2 separate regions of the Zea mays genome follow, and region 1 is linked to region 2. Evidence: chromatin contacts called from public Hi-C data. All regions are on one chromosome and are shown on one strand. The core of a region is the stretch at or near the end of the contact, and the rest is flanking DNA. Distances in the headings are between cores, read along the strand shown.

Evidence for each region. A called contact is a pair of places that touch in the nucleus more often than the background predicts.
Region 1: a contact with region 2 is called in a Hi-C map of bundle sheath, with 4 times the contacts expected there. The contact joins two enhancer-like sites. A contact is called at or near these places in 2 of 25 Hi-C or Micro-C datasets (bundle sheath and endosperm).

What each region holds. Positions count from the first base shown.
Region 1 is chr10:62,224,160-62,227,640 of Zm-B73-REFERENCE-NAM-5.0, forward strand. No RefSeq gene overlaps it. Among protein-coding and RNA genes, the nearest start is that of TRNAV-AAC, 110 kb to the left of the region's middle. Within about 2 kb of position 1,347, at least 19 of the 20 cell types and tissues checked have an H3K27ac peak or open chromatin away from gene starts, as enhancers often do. A contact at or near this core is called in bundle sheath and endosperm, where this site is marked.
Region 2 is chr10:62,070,479-62,073,769 of Zm-B73-REFERENCE-NAM-5.0, forward strand. No RefSeq gene overlaps it. Among protein-coding and RNA genes, the nearest start is that of LOC103641134, 48 kb to the right of the region's middle. Within about 2 kb of position 1,678, at least 17 of the 20 cell types and tissues checked have an H3K27ac peak or open chromatin away from gene starts, as enhancers often do. A contact at or near this core is called in bundle sheath and endosperm, where this site is marked.

The sequences.
Region 1 (3,481 bases), core at 97-2,596, 150 kb after region 2:
GTAACGCTGGAAAATCCTATGTTAAGATTTTAGTAAAATACTCCACAAAAAGAATTTTTTTGAATTAGAATATCTTCTAAAGAACTGTTTACCACTGAGATTGCATTCCCTAGAATAAATAAGTTTTCTAACAAAGACTAGAATTTAGTTTAAGACCTGATTGTATGAATATGAACTTTTGAATATTCTATTAATTTGGCTACAAATGATGTGTGTATATGTTGCATATTGGAGACATTCTTAAATGAATAAAGTATTTAATATAACAATATAATTGCAGTTCATGCTGAATTTTTGTATGAGCATTTGAACTCAAGTTAGAAAATATGAAATAGATTTGCAATTATGATTTCGATTTGGGATAGAAATTTAAAAGGGAGACAATAGAAAAAAGAGAGAATATTCATTTTTATTAACTTTTAATTTGACAACATACCCCAAATAATATTTTCTTAAAAGTGAATATGGAGTGTATTGCACATTTAAGGTATTTAGATTAAAAAATTTGAGATAAATATATATAAATTAAAACTAGACTTTGCAACATGCTGGATTGTGACAGTAAAATTAGAATCTCAAAATTGGATCAAAATTTGAAACCTGAAAGTAAATTTGAAATAAAAAAGAAAAGAAAACGTCAGAACTACCCTTGGGCCTAGTACTCCCATTCTCGGCCCAGCTAAATACCAGCCCACCTCACACACTGGCAGGGGAGCCCACGCGCCGTGCCACTGACCTATTGGGCCACCCCGTCAGCCGCTCCCCTCCCTATCTCTTCTCCGATCCAGGCGCTAACTGACGGCGGATTTCTAGGCACCCATCGCAACAGCTCTCCGGAGATTCAGGTCAACGACCGGCCGAATCGGCCTCATACCCTAACCCATAAAGCCGAGCGTTTCCTTCCTCCTGTCGCCATCGGCTGACCTGGGGTGTGGTCTCATCGGAGGGGCTGTTAGGCGGAAGGAAGATCGTCGCCCTCGTCCTCCGCGCACATCGTCGAGGTGCAGTGTCCAGTGGAGGGGTCCGTCGACTGAAGTCATGCGCACGCCTTCGCCCATGCTCGATAGATTCTTCTAGCAAATCGCAAGTGCGCCGCATCTGGCTGTGGCCTCGCTGTGCAAAAACGGCGCCTGTGCGGTCGGTCCTGCTCGCCTGGGTGAGGCATGGCGTCCGATCTAGTCTGCACCATGGCCAACACAAACCGTCCCCATGCACTCTGGTAAGGCAACACGATCTAGCGCCAATCGCGGTAGAATTAGTGCGTGGGCGCTGCCATACTCAGAACCTAGGAAAGAAGACGATCTCACGAACGTTCGATGCGGATCATGCGGATGGGAATAGATCTGGGGTTAATCCAATGGGAACCATCGATCGACAGTTTGAGGGTTGTGATTTGGTGCAAGGTACCCCTTCACCTTATTAGATCAACCATCGATCTTAGATCAGACGTCCTGGGCCTTTCTGCATTGTGTATCGGCCGGATTTGATCCGGGCCGTAGACCCTCGACCGGACGGGTCCGTGTTGATCTCGGTCAAATAAAAATCCAGACCGTTGATGTTGATCGGAGGGGCGCGGTTGAAAGCCGGTTCAAGATCTAATCTCAATCGCGGGTGTGTGATCGGACGACTTAGAATCACCGATACCCCTTCACCGTGCGAGTTTGCATAAGAGCCCTCGAGTGGTTTAATATTAGAACCCGCAGTCCATCTGCTTAGGAAGTACATTACTTTTTGGTCCCTGGATATTTACAAAACCACCCTAAACTCTATTTTGTGCATAAATAGGTATATAAAATGGATAAAAACTTAGAAAATTCATGATCAATTTATTTTCACTCCAAATTAATCCATTTCAGTTGCAATAAATTCATGATAATATGTTTATCATCTAGTAACCTTATTTTAGTATGAAACATATGGTTAAATTTATGTGCTTGATTTGCTTTGTATCTACCACTTAAAACTTGGCAAAACCATAACCAATTCATTTTAACTCTGATTTGATCCATTCGAATTACGTTAGCCTCATAGAAATATTTACTACACAGTAGCAACATTAATTATACAATATCACATACTTCTATAATTAAGTAACTAAATGGATTAATCTATGTTTATTGGATTAGCTTTTCTAATACTAATATAGTACTATGCTCTTATGGTTATAATTTGACTAAAAGATGATTTTTAATCAAGTAATGACTTAGATTAAAGTTGAGTTAATTATTTATAAAATATTCTCTCATATGATGTATACTAACCAATTTATAATATAGTTTAATATTTAAATCACATAGATCTTCTATAAATCATAACTCCTTAATCGTAACTCCAATTTTAGTGGTTCTCGAACCCATGATCTCGTAGCGATGTGTAGATTATTATTATGCAGTTTGTTCTTATGTTTGGTGTAATGTTAATTTTGCCTATACCCTGTTTATTTGTATTGCTACGGCTAGCGCGAGGTTACGAGTCACTTGAAGAGCAAGTTGGTACCTGGAATCTCAAGTCTCAGGCAAGTTGTGCCCTTGACCACTTTTATTACCCAATAATGTTATTTATAATCATTTATTCCTGCATAGGCTTAATTTTGATGGGACCCAATATGTCGCCCTAGTCTGGTTATCTTTTCACCTTGTTTACCCCTGAATTTTTGGGTAGTCATTGCTATTGTTATACATGGTTTTGGGATTAATATTACATTATGATTATGTTTCAATTTTTTATTATTGTTCTATTTCTGTTCATGATAAGACTATTATTTTAATTGGAACATGGAGCTTAACTTGAGAAACACGTGCCACCATAAGGGTGGAATGGGACGCCCTTGGCTGACTAACTAGGAAAGCTAGTGCTGAAGAACGAGCGGGAGTTTGAGAGGCTAGAGTGCGACAGAGGAGAAACTAAGTTAGGGTTCACGCACCAAGAAACCGTTGACAAAGATATATGCGAACACGTTAAGTCGGGCGTATCGTGGCAGGCTAGTGGCTCGGACCAGTTTTTGGCAGAACAGAACAAAATGGGTCGGACAGTGCTTCCAGTCGGGCCTACCTGAGTGTTTATGAGAACTGAAATCATCGGTTGGGTTCACCAGAATCAATTTATCAGGCAAAGCAGGAATTATACAAAAGCAGAGATGCAACGATCAGATTCTATTCAACCGGAGGAAGAACATTACAAAGGAAATAGGACCGACTCATTATGAGCCGACCCTGGTATCCTTGTTCTTCTACAACAACAACTACTACTGTTGTTGCTACATCTACAACTACACTATACTACTATTTATGTCGGTGGCATCTTGCCATCGGCATTATCGCCATCGTCATTGCCCTCGCCATCACCACCGTCACCATCGTTGTTGCCATTGCCGCTGTCGCCCTCGCTGCCGCTGCCACTGCCACTGCCCTCCTCAGAGTTCTCCGAGGAGTCCTCCTCCGAGTCATCCGACCCTTCGAGCCCTGTGCACTCGATGGACTGG
Region 2 (3,291 bases), core at 428-2,927:
TTCATGATACTTAAATTAATAATTGGAAACAACGAGAGCTACATAAAGTAGAATGTTTTGTGTAGATCTTACCAAAGGAATAACTTCTTCAATAATATTTTCATCATAAGATTCACTGCCAGAATTAGAGCCATCCTTATTCATGTATATATCACCCCAAGATCATTCATGTTGTATTATCCTCAAGATCATCATTACATATGTCATCACTGCAATGTAAATAATACAAGGTACAAACAATAATTAATAACAACATTATTATTACAATACCATTATAAAAGAGTACAAACAAATGAATTCCTTATATGTCCATATAGAAATATAAAGCAAATTAGTTCATTGCAAATATATCCTAATATTGTCCTAGGCACATCATTTCTTGTCATCTAGTCATGGTTTCTTTTTAACCACTGAAACCTCTCTTCTAGAGTATCCATAGTCAGAAACATCCCTAGGTGACTACTCAACGCTTGGTTGGGATGGTGGATGACCACTAGATGCACTCCAATGATCATCACCTACGTTGCGTATGTCTTCAAACATAGTAGCTAACCGTGTGTCTGGTTTGAGGTTAAAGTAGGATGGGGCGGGGACGACACTGTCCCCTCAATTTTTTGGAATCACGCTGCCACCAAAAAATTACTCTAGTGTTTATCTCGCCCTCACTTGACTCTCATCCAAACACTATAGAAACTGTGGCCGCCCCTTCCATCCCTCCTTATACATCCAACCAAACACACCCTAAATGGTCCTCATATTGCAACCCTCTACTCTTAAATCTACATGACCCTTTAATAGCCTGTAGTAGAACAAAACAATATTCAAGTTTCCAATAAAACAACATTCATATGAATATAGTAATATTCATATGAATCAAACAATATTCATCTTTCCTGTATAGCTTTATCCCATAAACCAAGTAGAGCACTAGCATGTCTACCCGATAATAATAAAACCTGGTATAAACAAGATAAAGATATGGGGAAAATAAAACTAGGCATCCTTAATAGGTCCCATCAATTAACCTAACTGCGCAATGCATATGTGAGAACATAATAGTAAATATTATATAGGTGAAAACAATGTGATCAAGGACACAACTTGCCTTCTACATCAAACTCTTGCTGCTTAGAGTCTTCAATATGTTGGATATCAGATCCTCCGAACACTTGCTATTCTACTCGCAATGGTACAAGCAAACAAGCAACCAATAAATAAAAATAACATTACATCAAACAAAGAAAATAATTGCAGAAAACAAATCTGCACGTCAATACAAATTCATAGGTTTAAAAACCATTAAAATTGGAGTTAAAATATGAAAGTTATGAATAAAACAAGTTTTATGGTGAAATTTATATTAAAAATAGCATTCCAGGGACTAAAGTGTGGAAACCGAGGACTTCTACATAATTATAAGTATAAATTTGTGGACCTCTGTGCGAATAGAAGCTGTTGAGATGGCGAGTTTGAAATATTAAAAGCTCATGGTTAAATCTACGGTTTCCGGGACCTATGCGTAATACTCTTTACATTGTATGTGACCACAGGTTTATTCATCAAAATTCTAGGGACTTTTTAACATAATAGACGCACGACTGACTCAAGTGACCCGGACCGCTTAGATCCAAATCCATGGTCCAGATCCAATCAACCTGAAATAGTATCGAAACTCTAATCTTGACCGTCCATCGGAGATCTGACGTCCAGGACTTATCTCTCACCTCCCGACTCCCAAGATGGCGACGCCACGACCCGTGCGGCGGCACTTCGCCGACGTGACGCGCGTCCGGCTTCCCAACCATGTAATCCAATCACTAGAAGTCTAGAAGGTGATACATGTAGCTGACAACCAAACGAAACGAGTAGGGATCTCATCAGCGCGAATCTGACGACGACGTTGTCTGCCCAGCGCCCACGGCGGCTCGGTGGCGGAGAAAACACTATGAGCAGACTCCGCAGTCCGCACTCAACAACGTACTCACGTAGGTTCTACGTGCTTCGAGGAACCACTAGAGCCAATCGTCAACACTAATTAGGCTACAAGAACACCGGTCGACGGCTTGTGGCTGCGTGTTTGGAATTTGGATAGCGGTGGCATTGCCATGCTTGCTATGGCGCTCCAATCTCTCGGCATGTTCGTTCTATGGGACAAGGGGATCCCAGGCAAGCAGGGCCCAGCTGTTCGAGTCGAACTCGGCGATACGTCCATGGGGGACTCGGAACAGAAGGAGACTCTAGCCACTAGGCCCACTAGACGGCCTCCCAAACGCGTGCGCCGGAGCAAGAGTCTGGGGAAGAGAACACCTGTGTCGGGTTCTTGCGAGGACACGGTGGCGGACCGGACTCGGGAGGTAGAGCCCCTGTCCAAGAGGGGAAGAGGGTGCTGACAAGTGACAATGGCTCCGAGTGAGTGTGAGCACGAGGTCTGTAGGAGGAGACAGCCTAGCACCAGGGCCCCACCTGCGAGTACCTCATAGAAAGCGCGAGGTATGGGGGAGGAGATGGGTCGAACTGGGCCGAGGTGGGCCACACGGTGAGAACTAAGGGAAATAGAATTGGGTAGGGGGGAGGCCCAAGCGCAGGTGAGGTTTTACTTTTTAGATTTAAATTTCCAAATCCAAATCTGATTTCAAATAGACTTTAAATTTAAATGAAAACGCAACAATTAAAATCCAGAATGCAGTGCAGAAACAAAGTTTTGTTTTTTCCACTTATTTATTTTAGGAAAAATTATTTAAATGCATAATTCACATAAGGAGGTAAAAATTCAAACAGGCTTTAAAAAAATTACTTAGGTTCCCGAAATAGAATTTTGGGGTTTACAAACCTGGATTCTAATTTTGGGGCATTCAATCCTCTAGGTCACCCTGTGTTGAAAATGCTCCATGCTCACCTATCATGTGCTAGGGATGCATCCTATAAGTATAGATTTAAGCCATCAGAAAGCTCCCTCTCCTTGAAGGTTTTCTTTGGAACAAAGGAAAAGTGAAGGAATTTTGAATGACTGGAATCTTAAAGGGAATTTTCCTATGTCACCCTTTAGAACAAAGGATTTAGTTTCTATAAATCCTATAAAATTCTTATGGAATGACTAATTGTATTAAAAAAATTTGGAGAATTTTTCACATAAGGTCCAACCTCTTGGAAACTTTCCTTTGTGTCTATCTATCTTCTAAATTATGTGTTCTTCTAATGTTGCTTCCAAATGCTCTATTAGAAGTTTTTCTATTCTATGTATGTAATTCTGGTAGGATTGCAAGCAGCATACAACTCTATTCCTATTTTTTT